Regions from separate parts of the Ovis aries genome. Here region 1 is linked to region 2. A link is a contact called in public Hi-C data. All regions are on one chromosome and are shown on one strand. The core of a region is the stretch at or near the end of the contact, and the rest is flanking DNA. Distances in the headings are between cores, read along the strand shown.

The links. A called contact is a pair of places that touch in the nucleus more often than the background predicts.
Region 1: a contact with region 2 is called in a Hi-C map of hypothalamus, with 5 times the contacts expected there. The contact joins the promoter of CNOT1 here to the promoter of GINS3 in region 2. A contact is called at or near these places in 2 of 16 Hi-C or Micro-C datasets (hypothalamus and liver).

Annotation. Positions count from the first base shown.
Region 1 is chr14:25,971,144-25,977,919 of ARS-UI_Ramb_v3.0, reverse strand. CNOT1 (CCR4-NOT transcription complex subunit 1) reads left to right here and starts at 1,291. Exons shown (of 48, transcript XM_060398361.1): 1 at 1,291-1,389.
Region 2 is chr14:25,785,838-25,791,791 of ARS-UI_Ramb_v3.0, reverse strand. GINS3 (GINS complex subunit 3) reads right to left here and starts at 4,099. Exons shown (of 2, transcript XM_042231732.2): 1 at 3,758-4,099. The coding sequence starts at 3,943.

The sequences.
Region 1 (6,776 bases), core at 42-2,541, 190 kb before region 2:
CCTTGACTAGACGGACCTTTGTTGGCAAAGTAATGTCTCTGCTTTTGAATATGCTATCTAGGTTGGTCATAACTTTTCTTTCAAGGAGTAAGCGTCTTTTAATTTCATGGTTGCAATCACCATCTGCAGTGATTTTGGAGCCCAAAAAAGATAAAGTCTGACACTGTTTCCACTGTTTCCCCATCGATTTCCCATGAAGCGATGGGACCAGATGCCATGATCTTCGTTTTCTGAATGTTGAGCTTTAAGCCAACTTCTTCACTCTCCTCCCTCACTTCGCTGGATACAGGTGACCACAAAATCTTTTTTTAACCACAAAATCTTAAAAAAGATGTTTCTACATTTTTTTCTCCCGACAGCAAAGGGCATAAGTATTCCTTCTGCTACCACTAACAGGGACTAAGCCAAACAAAGAACCCGAGAGTTTCCTATTTCTCCGTAGGGAGTGCCTTCTTCCAGAGGCAGAACTAGACAGGAAAGTTCTCCTGACCGGAGCATGAGAGGACCAAATGGGACTACGTTCTCCAGAATGCATTGCTCTTCCTGGGGCGTCGTAAATGAGGGAGGAACTCGCACTACTTTTGCGACAGGGATGGGCGGAGGGGGAGGACTACACATCCCAGGATGCAAAGCGCCAGAGCGCTAGTTAGAGCCTCGCTTGCTTGTAGTTTTCTGGTAACCGGCGTTCCCCGCCAAAGAGACGCGGGGCAGGACGGGAGTGTTTAAGATTGGGAATCCCCGTGGTCTACCGGACACTTGACACTTCGAAAGAGAAAGGAGAGTACTGGAAGGCTGTTTTTCACTCTAACTCATAATAGTTCCCGCGCAAGGTGGAGAAGGCTTAAGGGCCCCCTCCTTTATTTAGTGTTTCTCAGAGGCTTTGCCAGACCCCCATTGGTCGAGGATCTCGAGGGCAGGTGGGAAGTCCATGAAGCCCCAAATCGAAGTTATCTGCTTCTCCCCATTGGCCCTCGCCTCGAGCGCAGGCGCGAGGGCTCCGACTCCAGTCCCTGGGGACTGGTGAACGGCAATTGGCCAAAGCCCGCGAAGTAGGAGTCTGGATTGGTAGTTGCTAGCAGGAGCCTGGTTTCTTCCTTGACTTCTGCAAGTGATAGTGTGTGATTGGTTTAAATCCGCGGGCACCTGTCGATGATTGGGCGGGAGCCACAGGCGGGGTGCGCTCATTGGCTGGTGCTGGGTCCATCCCTTCTCGGGCGGGCAGCAAATGATGAAATAGGAACGGGGAGGGGAAAGGCCGCGACGTGAGCGCGCGACCTCCGGCGCCATTTTGTAGAGAAACAAGCGGAGTTAACCGAAGAGGGGGTCTAGGAGAACCGGAGTCGGGGACCCAGGAGTTTCCTGTGTCCAGCGCCGTCGGAGCCGCTTGAGGTGTGGTGGGCTGGGGTCGGGTGCCGAGGCCGACAGGCGGTGTCAGCTACGGAACTTGGGTGCCGGTGCGGGAAGGAACGGGGGTGGTCCCGGGGCCACTGGGAGCGTTTCCCGGGGCTCCGAGGTGTGAGGGGCAGTCGGGACGGGGAAGTGGCGAGGCGGGAGAGGGCGGACTGTCTCCCCTCGGCCCGCGGAGTCTTCGGCCTCTGGAGAGAAGAGGGCTTGGTGAAAGCTCTAGGAAACCGAGGGCAGAGCGCGGAATGAGACCCGGGATTGGCCCCCCCTTGCCCGGGCCTGGCGGCTCTGAGGGCGGTGTTGGCGGCACTTGGGGGCGGCTGGGCCCTCGCTTCGCGCGGACTGCACCCTTCGCAGACTCCACGAGCTTCTCAACTGCCGGATGGGTGCTGCGGGCATCGGCCTCGGAGGCCTAGCTCCGGGGAGGCGGGGGGGGCGAGGTGCCCGTGTTCGGAGTAGTTGCCGACTCCGGGTTCCTCTCGGTGGACCTGGAGCTGCCAGTCCCCCTCCCCCGCCCCCAGCACGTTGTCAAACCCCGGGTGTTTCGGGTGTCCGCCGGTGGGAGGGGCGGGCGGGAGCGAGCACTTCCTCATTACTTCTTGCCACAGGTTTTGTTCCACTCGCGCGCCCGGGCGCTCACTCAGTCTCCAGAGTCGGCCCCCACCCACCTGGCTCAGTGTCTGTTCTGTAGTAGTGGTGCTACTCGCCCAGGAGAAGAGCTCTCGTAGTGAGCCGAGCATTTGGGAGGCCTCCGTGAGAGATACTATGGGTCTCCAGGGGGTTACATAAGGCCAAAAGCACAAATGTTCTTTTTCAGTCCCACCCCCTCTGCAGATTTCACCCAAGTGGGTTCCCACAGATGAGTACCCTTCCTAGGATTAAACTTTAATGCTTGATGTCTGTGGGTTTGGAGATGTGTTTAAAATAAACTTTGAGCAGGAAGCTTTTCCCTTTGAAGTCACTCAAACATCACATATTTTAGGACTCTTAAAAGTTTTTTTTCCTGAGAGTATTAACTCTTAGTCTCTCTTTTTATTTCTCTGTAATTCAGTTGCCTTGGGGAGTTTAACAGTTAATAACTGAGTGAGCATAGTTGGTTACTTTTTGCGGAGAAAATTCTGAGTGTTTACCTCGTGACAGTCCGTTTGATAGGAGTAGGGATACACGGATGGAAAAATGATTGGACAAATACAAAATCAGGAAGTAGGTCAAACAGATTAAGAACAAACTTGTTTATGTAGAAGTATTTGGGCTTAATATCCTCAGGTTGTCATATCTGTCCTTCCAGAGATTTGGCAGTGTAGTATTTTAGCTCTTAATAAGATATTTGGTAACAGTTTAAATTATCCTGTTTTAGGACATTCCAAATTGTTACCTTGTCTAAGGAGAAAATGAGCTGATGATACATAACGTTGTAGGCATCTAGTTGTGCTTTGAAATGGTCGCATGATAATACTTGTTTGGAGAGTTGGTCCCTTTTCAACAAGTGAAGGGTCCCAATTCCTTCCGTGGAAACAAGGCAGAGATTTGACCATCAGTAACAACGTCTTACCCTCTTCTTGCCTAAGATTGTAATCTTAGCAGTTTTAAGGCACCTTTTTCTGGCATTATTGTGGAACAACTGAAATGCTTTTGGTTCCTAACTCAAATGGATCTCTGGCTTAGCCAGAGAGAAATACAGTCTCTTAGATTTCTGCTGGGGTTTTAAGTACTGGTCTCTTTAATATGGATCTTGTCAGGCTAAGTACCGTAATGTCCTCCTAACTTTGGGTTAAGTCATTAAAAAAAAAAAAACAGAAGAGGAAATGCTTATTTCTTGACAGTATGCTTAAAGACTAATATCAAATTTGCTTGAATGTTCCTTTTTCCAAGTATATTTTTGGTTAGCTCCTGATCTAGTTACGAGAAGTTTCTTTTTAACCAACTTAAGTTTATGAATTTATGAACTTGAATCTTTATTTCATTCTACTGTGTAACAAATCTTTGTTACTCAATACTATGGAAGAGAATTTACCTACAGTAATTTAAATTGGATGCCCAGATTTTTCAAGACACTTATTTTTGGTAAGATGTTTATGATTCTTGAATTGTCAAAATTTGGAGAAGGCAGTGGCACCCCACTTCAGTACTCTTGCCTAGAGAATCCCGTGGATGGAGGAGCCTGGTGGGCTGTAGTCTGTGGGTCGCTAAGAGTTGGACACAACTGAGCGACTTCACTTTGACTTTTCATTTCCATGCATTGGAGAAGGAAATGGCAACTCACTCCAGCGTTCTTGCCTGGAGAATCCCGGGTCGGGGTGGGGGGCTGGTGGGCTGCTATCTGTGGGGTCACACAGAGTTGGACACGACTGAAGTGACTTAGCAGCAGCAGCAGTACCAGTCATAAACTTGGTGTTTGGTTTTTTTTTTGGTAAGAAAGCAAAACTAACTTGTAAGTCATTAAAAAAATATTGGTTGAAGCATTTAACTGGCCCTCTTTCCAAACTGAACTTCCTGTGGGGAAGTTTCAAAATGGCATCCTACTGAGTCTTATTTTAAGACCTTATATAAAGAAAGATCATGCAGTTCCTTTCCTATTTGCTCACAATGTTTAAGAAGCATATTTCAAAGCTAAAATGGGCTCAAATCCTTCATCCTTTTATGTACACAATAGTTAATTTTAAGGTACTTTTCATTCATGTATTTGCGGGAACGTAGCAAAGCAAATAAAACAAATTATTCGTTGAAAAACTCGTTTGAGAAGTCAGTAGAAGTGTAGACTTAATTTGAAATCCTGTGTTAAGATTTGAAGGAAATACAGCCTTTGGGAGTATGGAGTATAGGTTTGAGAAATGCATTTCTGGAAAAAAAAATGCATTTCTACCTCTAGGCTAAATTAGAATGTTGAAAGAGATGTTAAAGTGTCTGCAGTGGAGGTGTAGGTTTTGTTGTTGTGGGTTTTTTTGTTTTTGTTTTGTGGTGTTGGACTAATTATATGAAATGTAAAGTGAAAGCATTATTTGAAAGATACCATTTTATTGCTCTTAAGCTTCCTATTAAGAGCTCAACACTTCCCCTTTTAGATAATTAGTTTGAAAGTTTGTCACCTTGGATTTAGAGCTCTTAGGTTTGAAATGCAGCGGTACTGTTAATTTTTTTGTGAACTCATAATCAGAATAGTTACTTCTTTGTTTCAGACCCTGTCTTTTTTGCATTAGCTTTCTAACTGATCTCCAGTGTTTTTTGTTTATTGGATTTCTTTATTACATAAATAATACATGAAAATGTTGTAAATGTAAATGATTCCAGGAATGCAGTTAGTTTTTTATATTAAAGACAAATTGTCTACCAAGTCATTGGTTTGAATCTAGGCATTCTGTACTCAAGTTTTTCAGTACTTTGACCTATCACTGTGTAAGTATTGACCCCTCTGTACTCATAGCAACATGTTACTAACTTACGGCGTAGTTAAAAGGTTGTTGCAGAGTGGTTCCCAAATGCATTTTTGCCCCTATTATCTGGAGTGTCATCTGTAGTTACCAAAACACTACCATTCCAATTCATATCCACATGTACTGTCTATAATCTTTTCCCTGATTTCCCTAAGCAAAATTAATTTCTTCTTCCTCTTGGCTAGATTCACTTACCTGTACCATATATTGATTTGTAAGTTTTCTATCCTACTTTGTAGTAGGTAAGGAGTCTCTCATCCTCCAAACACATACAGTTGTCCTGAGTTGTAATTGAATAGTGCTTCCATTTGTTACACTTGGGTAGATTTATTGAACATGGCGTTCTTGGAAAACCATATACCCTGGTTTTTGTTCTTTGAGGGCACAGGCTGTTTCTCTTCGAGCTATATATACTTAAAATTCAGTTGACATCTTTTAGAAAGTTAAACTTTGAAATCTAGTCATACAGAATTAATGGTATGTTTAGAAAATTGAAGCCCAGGAAATTGAAGTGACTTCCTTAGATTAGTGTTAGACCAGATTTTCTTACTCTAGCCCACTGTTGGTTCTGTCTTGCCATACTACTAAAGTACAAGGAAAACTTTGATCGTTCATCAAAAAGGTGAGGATAATCTATGATCAACCACTTATTTTTGGAGGACAAGATACAAAATTTGAGTTTTTCATCTCTTCAGTGTGAAAAAATATAAAACTCAAGTATGACAGAAAAGATAGTCTTTTCTGTTACAGTTATTGAAAGTGGGCATTACTGAACTTCAGTGTAATAAACTTGTATTTATTTCTTTTGAGGCCTTCAGAGGATGAGTGGCTTTAAAAAATTTCCTTTTTTTACTTAAATTTTAAAATGTTCTTCACTGTAAATGGAGTTGTGAGACATTTGAGTAAGTTTTCTCTTGGTGTAGTTAGTTTTAAGGCATAGCTCTAAGAAGAGTTCTCTTATTTTTTAGCAGTCTTAAATACATGGCATAGCTTTGTAATTTTGCACATGTTACTGGGAAGATGCTTCTGAATATTTGATTTCAGATCAAGAACTGATTCTTTTCTGATTTTGGAGTAAGCATGCTTTTTGAGCTCTTTTCACTTTTTATAAATTGTTAGTTGCTAACACTGAACTGAACAATTGTTTATAAAGTATGCTGATGTATGGATTGTAGTCTCTTAAAAGTGTGAAGAGACTTTCCTGGTGGTCCAGTGGTTGAGACTTTACGCTTCTACTTCAGGGAGAGCTGGTTCAGTCTCTGGTTGGGAAACTAAAATCCCATGTGCTGCATGGCCATAAAATAAATAAAATTGTGAAGCTATCCACACAAGGCTATTAAAATGTTTTTCAAGTTAGTATTAAGATTCCATTGCCTTGAGTAAAATTAGCATATTTGAAGTAAGTCAACTCTTGATCAATTTGTTTTTATCCTTGGCAGAGCTTTCATTTCAAACCAATTTATTACCTGTCGACTCTTATGCCCTTGAATATTTCCTTATTCCTTGCCAGGTGGGTTCTAAGAAAAAGTTTTACACTAAACCTTTCTAAGCCTGGGAATACACAGTTTGGGGGTGTCCACAATTTGAATTACTCATGCTGGTGCTCTTTGTTCTTTAGGTAATGAAGAGATATGGATACCATGTATAGTCATTATGGCATGAGTATTTTAGGAATAATCCTCTTCCCTTTTCAGACAGTTATGCTAGATGTTACAGAAGTTGAGATTGTCAAAGGTAAACTTTAAAAATTCCTTGAAAGTATTTGATTTTTGTCTTCTCCAATCACTAAGCCCTCAAGGACTGGCAACTACAAAATGTTGGTATGATAAATTGCTTTAGTATACTAACCTAGTTTTGGGATATGTGTATAGCTTTTTAGAGTTCTTCTGTGTTTGGGTTTCAGTCACTAATTCTCTTAATGTGCTATTATCTACTTTGCTT
Region 2 (5,954 bases), core at 2,850-5,349:
TATTTCCAGGATTTCCTGTTGGTTCCAACTCTTAGCAAGCAAATATAAAGAGCAGCACACAAGTCATAGTTACATGCATATGTAATAGGCAAACACAGCCTAACTGTAGGCTGACCTAGAATAACAATACACTGATCGCATAAATCATACACTCCCCTGGGTAAGAGTAACATCTGGTGGCCAGCACAGCTATCTCCTGAGCCATGTGCAATGCCATAGGTTTTCATGTCAGTTACTTGCCTGCAGGAGAGAATGGGAGATGTCGGCATTCTCTGGACTGTCAAAATGCAGGAGCTGGGAGCCAAACCCATAGAAATGTGGTCCCATTTTGTGGAGGTCCACCACGTTGGCGTCTGCACTGAACACAGTCCTCCAACCCTCCTGGTAGATCTTGGGAAGTTCCACTGAAAGGATCCGCCGCTTGTTGTCAAAAAGTCCCTTTGCCAGCCACAAAGGGAGTTCAAGCTTTGTGCCCTGTATCACACAGGATTGTAGGTTTTAAAGACAAGTAACATAGTAAATGTGTTACTATGCACGTGACCTAAGGGAATGAATGAATATCAGTACTGCCTGTTCTCTCTAGGGGAATGACTGCCAAACACAGAAGATGTAGTTGTGACTTAAGAAATGAACTGTGTGGGCTGAAGTTTTATGTCATGATGGAACGGAGAGAGAAAAAGCATTTATACCAAAAAGAGAGTGAAGAACAAAAATGTGACACAAAGGGAAGGCTTTCCTAACTAACGTAAATAAAAACTACCCAAATGCAGATAACAGAAAATAGAAGGTGGAAAAAATGTTATGCAAAAGAAGCATTACTAGAGATAAAGACGGACCTTTGATAATAAAATGGTCATTAAATCTATTAGAAAAATAGGAATATCTGTCTAAATTAACAGAAGTAAAAGGAAAAATGACAAATCTACAATCATCATGGGAGATTTTAACATCTCTTTTCGATAAATGAGAAGTAGCAAACAAAAAATCAATAACATAGACAATCAAAACAAATAAAAGCTTCACCTAATTTATGTATAGATTATGCACTGCAGACCATGCCTTCACAATATCAAACTTTTCAAGCACATCGCTGTTGTTTAGTTGCTAAGTCATGTTCAACTCTTTTGTGACCCTGTGGACTGTAGCCTGCCAGGCTGCTCTGTCCATGGGATTTCCCAGGCAAGAATACTGGAATGGGTTGCCATTTCCTTCTCCTGGGCATCTTCCTGGCCCAGGAATCGAACCTGAGTCTCCTGCCATGGCACATGGATTTGTTACTGCTGATCCACAGGGAAGCCCTTTCAAGCACAAACTGAATGGTTACCTTATGCTGCTGTTTAAAGCAAACGCTAACTTTCAAAAAACTGAAGTCATTCAGACTATGTTGTTTGGCCACTGTGGAACTAAGCCAGAAATCAAAATCCAAACTGTACATAGCAAAGTCCCCAGATGTTTGGACCTAAGCACCAGTCTTCTCAATAATTCATGAGTCAAAGAAGAATTCATAGTGAAAATTAGAAAACCAAATTAAAACTTGTGAAATGTAGTTAAAGCTACAGGAAAAGCACAGCTAAAAATGTAAAAAAGAAAGCTGAAAAATCAATGACCTGGGTACCCATCTCAAAATGTGAATGGTGCAAGAGAACAAAGAAAATTAAGCCCAAAGAAAAGAGAAGGAAAGAATAATTAAGATAAGAACTAAATGACCTAAAAATGAAGGTACAAATGAGAAAGCTGACAGAGCCATTATTTAGTTCTTTTAAAAGACTGCTACAAGTGATAAACTCCTAGTAAGAAATTATGATCTCTTAAGAAAGAGATCATAACTTCTCAATATCAAGAATAAAAAGCAGGACACAGCTATAATTGTACAGATGTTTAAAAGATAGTAAAAGGATATTTTGAACAACACTATACCACTCTATTTGAAAATTTAGGTGAAACAGTCAAATTCCCAGGGTGGAAAAACCATGTACCAAGAGTAAAACTAGAATAGAAAATCTGATAGCCCTGTGTCTATGAATGAAATGAAATATATCAGTAAAAACCTTCCTACACAAATCTCCCACGCAGAAGAATCCTAAATAGCATATGTAGACATTGGGCCCTCAAAGAAGGGGACCGTAACTCCCCTCTCCTTAAGTATAGCTGTACATATGACTTCCTTCCAGAGAGAACAGTCTGGAAGGTGGAAAAGCAGAGTAACTTTACAATGAAGAATCCTGACAAATTCCACATAGCTCAAGTGATCAAGGTTTGTATCAACACAAGTCCCACTGATGGCAGGTACCCTTGTTAAGATGTGGTAAAAATGGCACTTCGCCTCTATGGTCTTCCACCTCAAAACAGTCTAATCATGAGAAAACCAGCAGACAAATCCCAAATGAGGAATATTCTCAACAAAATACCTCACCAGCACTCCACAAAACTCATGGTCATTAAAAACAAGGAAAGGTTAATAAACTGTCAAAGCCAAGAGGAGCCTAAGGACACACAATTACTAAATGCAATTTGGTGTCCTGGATGGGAACCTGGAACAGAAAATGGATGTTAAGTAAAAACGAAGGAAATATGAATAAAATATGGATGGTACACCTCTGTTTATCAGTGTGTAAGAGAACCAACTAATTAAGTACTCTAACGGAAAGTCAAAACATAATGTCTAAATGTTTAAAAACTCAAGATAAATTTAAGAACATTAATTAGAAATATGGAGGTGAATTTTGAAGAGACTGTGAAAAAAGGAGACAGATCCTGTAGAAATGGAAAGGACACGAGGGAGAGCAAGGCAAGGTCTCCTATTTTTTTCTATAAATCTTTGGGTATTATCTGGCTTTTTAAACTTTGCATATGTCTCACTTTGATAAAAATAACTCAAAATAGACCAAACAAAAAACCCTTCTAAACAAAACTTGGGTTAACTACGAAATAAAAAATAACCATTATGGGACTTCCCTGGTGGTCTAGTGGCTAAGACTCCAAGCTCCCACTGCGGGTGGGGGGCGGGTTCCATTCCTGGTCAGCGAACCAGATCCCACATGCCAAAACTAAGGGTTCGCACATGGCAACTAAGACCCCCACGCAGCCAAATAAATATTTAAAAATAAGAACTATTACAAGCCATGTTCCTGGGAAAAACTCGAACTTGAAGTCATGCAGTTCTAAATTCGAATCCCAGTTCACCACTTACAATAAGACCCTGGCACCCTGGCCAAGAAACCCAACATATCTGGGCTTCAATTTCTTTATGTGTAACAATATCTGAATATAGGGCTGTTAAACGACTAAAGGAGTAATAGATCCCTGCACTAAAAGCTCTCAGGAAATGGTTGCTGATGCCATCATCATTTCAGGAACGAATATAGCAATTTGCAGCTCCCAGACATCACTTGGGATGATGTCCCAAAACTGTTGTTTTGCTTTAAGGCAAAAAGTGATCAGAACCCTGGTCCGTAGGCGCCGATCCTTAAGCATCAACACACACCGGGTGAAAACACACTGCTGAATTTGGTTAGTTTCAAAAAAGAAATCCGTGTTGGAGGGACCCTGACGACCCAGTATAAATTTAGTTTCCGCAGAGGTCGCGAAGGCTGGGGGGGTGGGAGTGGGGCGCGCGGCGAACAGGACTCAGCGCTCCGCTCGGCCTCCCTGTACTGTAAAACTACAAATCCCAGAGGGCATCACGCCCGGCTACGCAGCGCCCCAGAGCCCGCAAGTCCTACTTGGAGTTGTAGTCTTTCCAGACGGAATCGCTTACCTCCGGGATCGCATTGTCAGTCTCGGCCCCTCCGCTCCGGTCTAGGAAGAAAGCGCCCAGGCGCGGCATGGGGATCTCCGTGCGCACCGAGAGCTTCTCGTGGGACATCAGAATGTCGTCCAAGGAAAGAAAATTCTCCTGAGGACCCAGCGCACCCGACTCCACCCGGAAATAAGCCTCGGACATGGCGGCGGCTTGAGTGTCTCCGTTTCCACTCTCGTGATTCGGGAGACCTCCTGGAGTCAGGGATGTAAAAAGAGGAGGCTGCTGAGGCTGGTCAGGATTGTGAAGGTTGAGGAGGTCGCCGCGGCAGTCAGACTGGATTCAAACTCTTTTTCCCGCGCCCGCGGACGGGCCAGACGGGAGCAGTCGATCCAGGCTGGTCTGCCCAGACAGAAGCAATCGACAAAGTCTGCGGATTTGGTTCTGCGCGACCCAGAGGAAGAGGAGTAGTACTTGGCTCCGCCCAAAGTGTTTTTTTTCAGGAGTGTAGCCTGGTGTGAGAACTTTAAATAAAACTGGAGATTGCTTTGAAGCTGCAAAATGCATTTGCACTAGATCGTGGTCCTTTAAATGTTTATATGAAATTTAAAACATTTTGCAACACACTTGGGGGCTTCATTGCACCCTCCCTCTCTGACCTGATCCAGTCTGAATTTACATTTTGTCAGTCTCTGTGAATCTTTGTTAATGCTGGTGCTTGAAAGAAACATGAAACAGAGCAGAACTCTAGCACTAGCCCCAGATAATTATTACGGACTATTTGTAGTATTTTGGAGTGGGTATAGATTACAGTGGGAGGGAAGGTCCTGAGGGTACTTAAGAACCTCCCAGTTCGTCTTATTTGCTATCTCTTTTTATGGCTCTCATTTTAAATCCTTAAAAGAGGAAATCTGATCGGCCCAATTCATCTCTTTCAGGCAGGTCACACTGGTCACAGGTGACCAGCCTCTCTATAGAGTGGTTGCCTGTGACCAGGGCCATTACTGCTCCGGGGGAGAGGGACAGGGAGGGGTCATGTTACATGGTACCAGACTTGGGGTGTCAGTCAGGGCTCTGGGTGGTGGCAGAGTGTTTAGAGAGGCACTACAGAACTTATTCATAAAGGACATTTTCTGGGGCAACTAGAGCTATGAACAGAGGGTTCATGGGAAAGGAATGTGTATTACTCATGTTTTTTATTTTACACTTTACGATGCTTTGACATTTTAGGGCCTTGTAGCCCTGGGAAGAACTGTTCATTTGAGGGTGAGCTAATTCCGGGAGTAATAAACAACTTGCCTTCCATGGACAAAGCAACTGATCCAAAGCCCATATCCCAACCACTTCCTTTATCTAACTCCCACATACCAAGCCAATATTTCCCCTTCCCTAAATCACCCCAGGGCCAAGTACTGGACAATTAGAGACCAACCTGATTCCAACTACTCAATCCTAAGTTTGCTCAAACTTATCTATTCTACCTCACCTATTTCTTCCCACAGAAACCCCCCTAAACTCTGGGCCATCTTCTCCCCTCCCTCCTTCAGCCTCCTGACTGAACCAGTGCTTCCCCAGGTGGCCCTGCATGGCTTGATGTATGCCCCTTTCTCTTGGGAACTGTGAGTAATGAAACTTCTTTCAGTGGCATTGACCACTCTGTGCAATCATTCAGTGACCAATGGAAGTTAAACCCTGAGCATCACCCAAACAAGAGGCAGTGGGGGAGTGGACTGAATAATGGAAAGCCTTGGGTGCTATTCTAAGAGGTTTAGGCTATTCCATAGGAAACAGGAGAAAAAGTAAGGCTTTTGAGCAAGTAAGGACATATATTTGGGCTTTAAAAAGCATATCCTGGCAGTGAAGAAGGGAGAGGTCAGAGGCAGGGAAGCTGTGTTGGATATCACAGTGGTAAAGAATTCGCCTGCCAATGCAGGAGACGTGGGTTCTATCCCAGGCCGGGCTACAGTCCATGGGGCTGCAAAGAGTCAGACACAACGGAGCATACACACATACAGGGCAGTACCTGGCAAGTAGTTGGATACAGGAATGAAAGGACAGAGATGGTCAGAGATAATCCAGGTTTCTAACTTGGTCAGCTAGGTGGATGGAGGTGACACTGATAGCTGTACAGAGCACAGGCAGTTTAAGGCAAAATATGAGTTCGAGTTTGCACTTATGGAGTCCAGAAGCTGCTGAACAGGCAGGTCCACAGTCC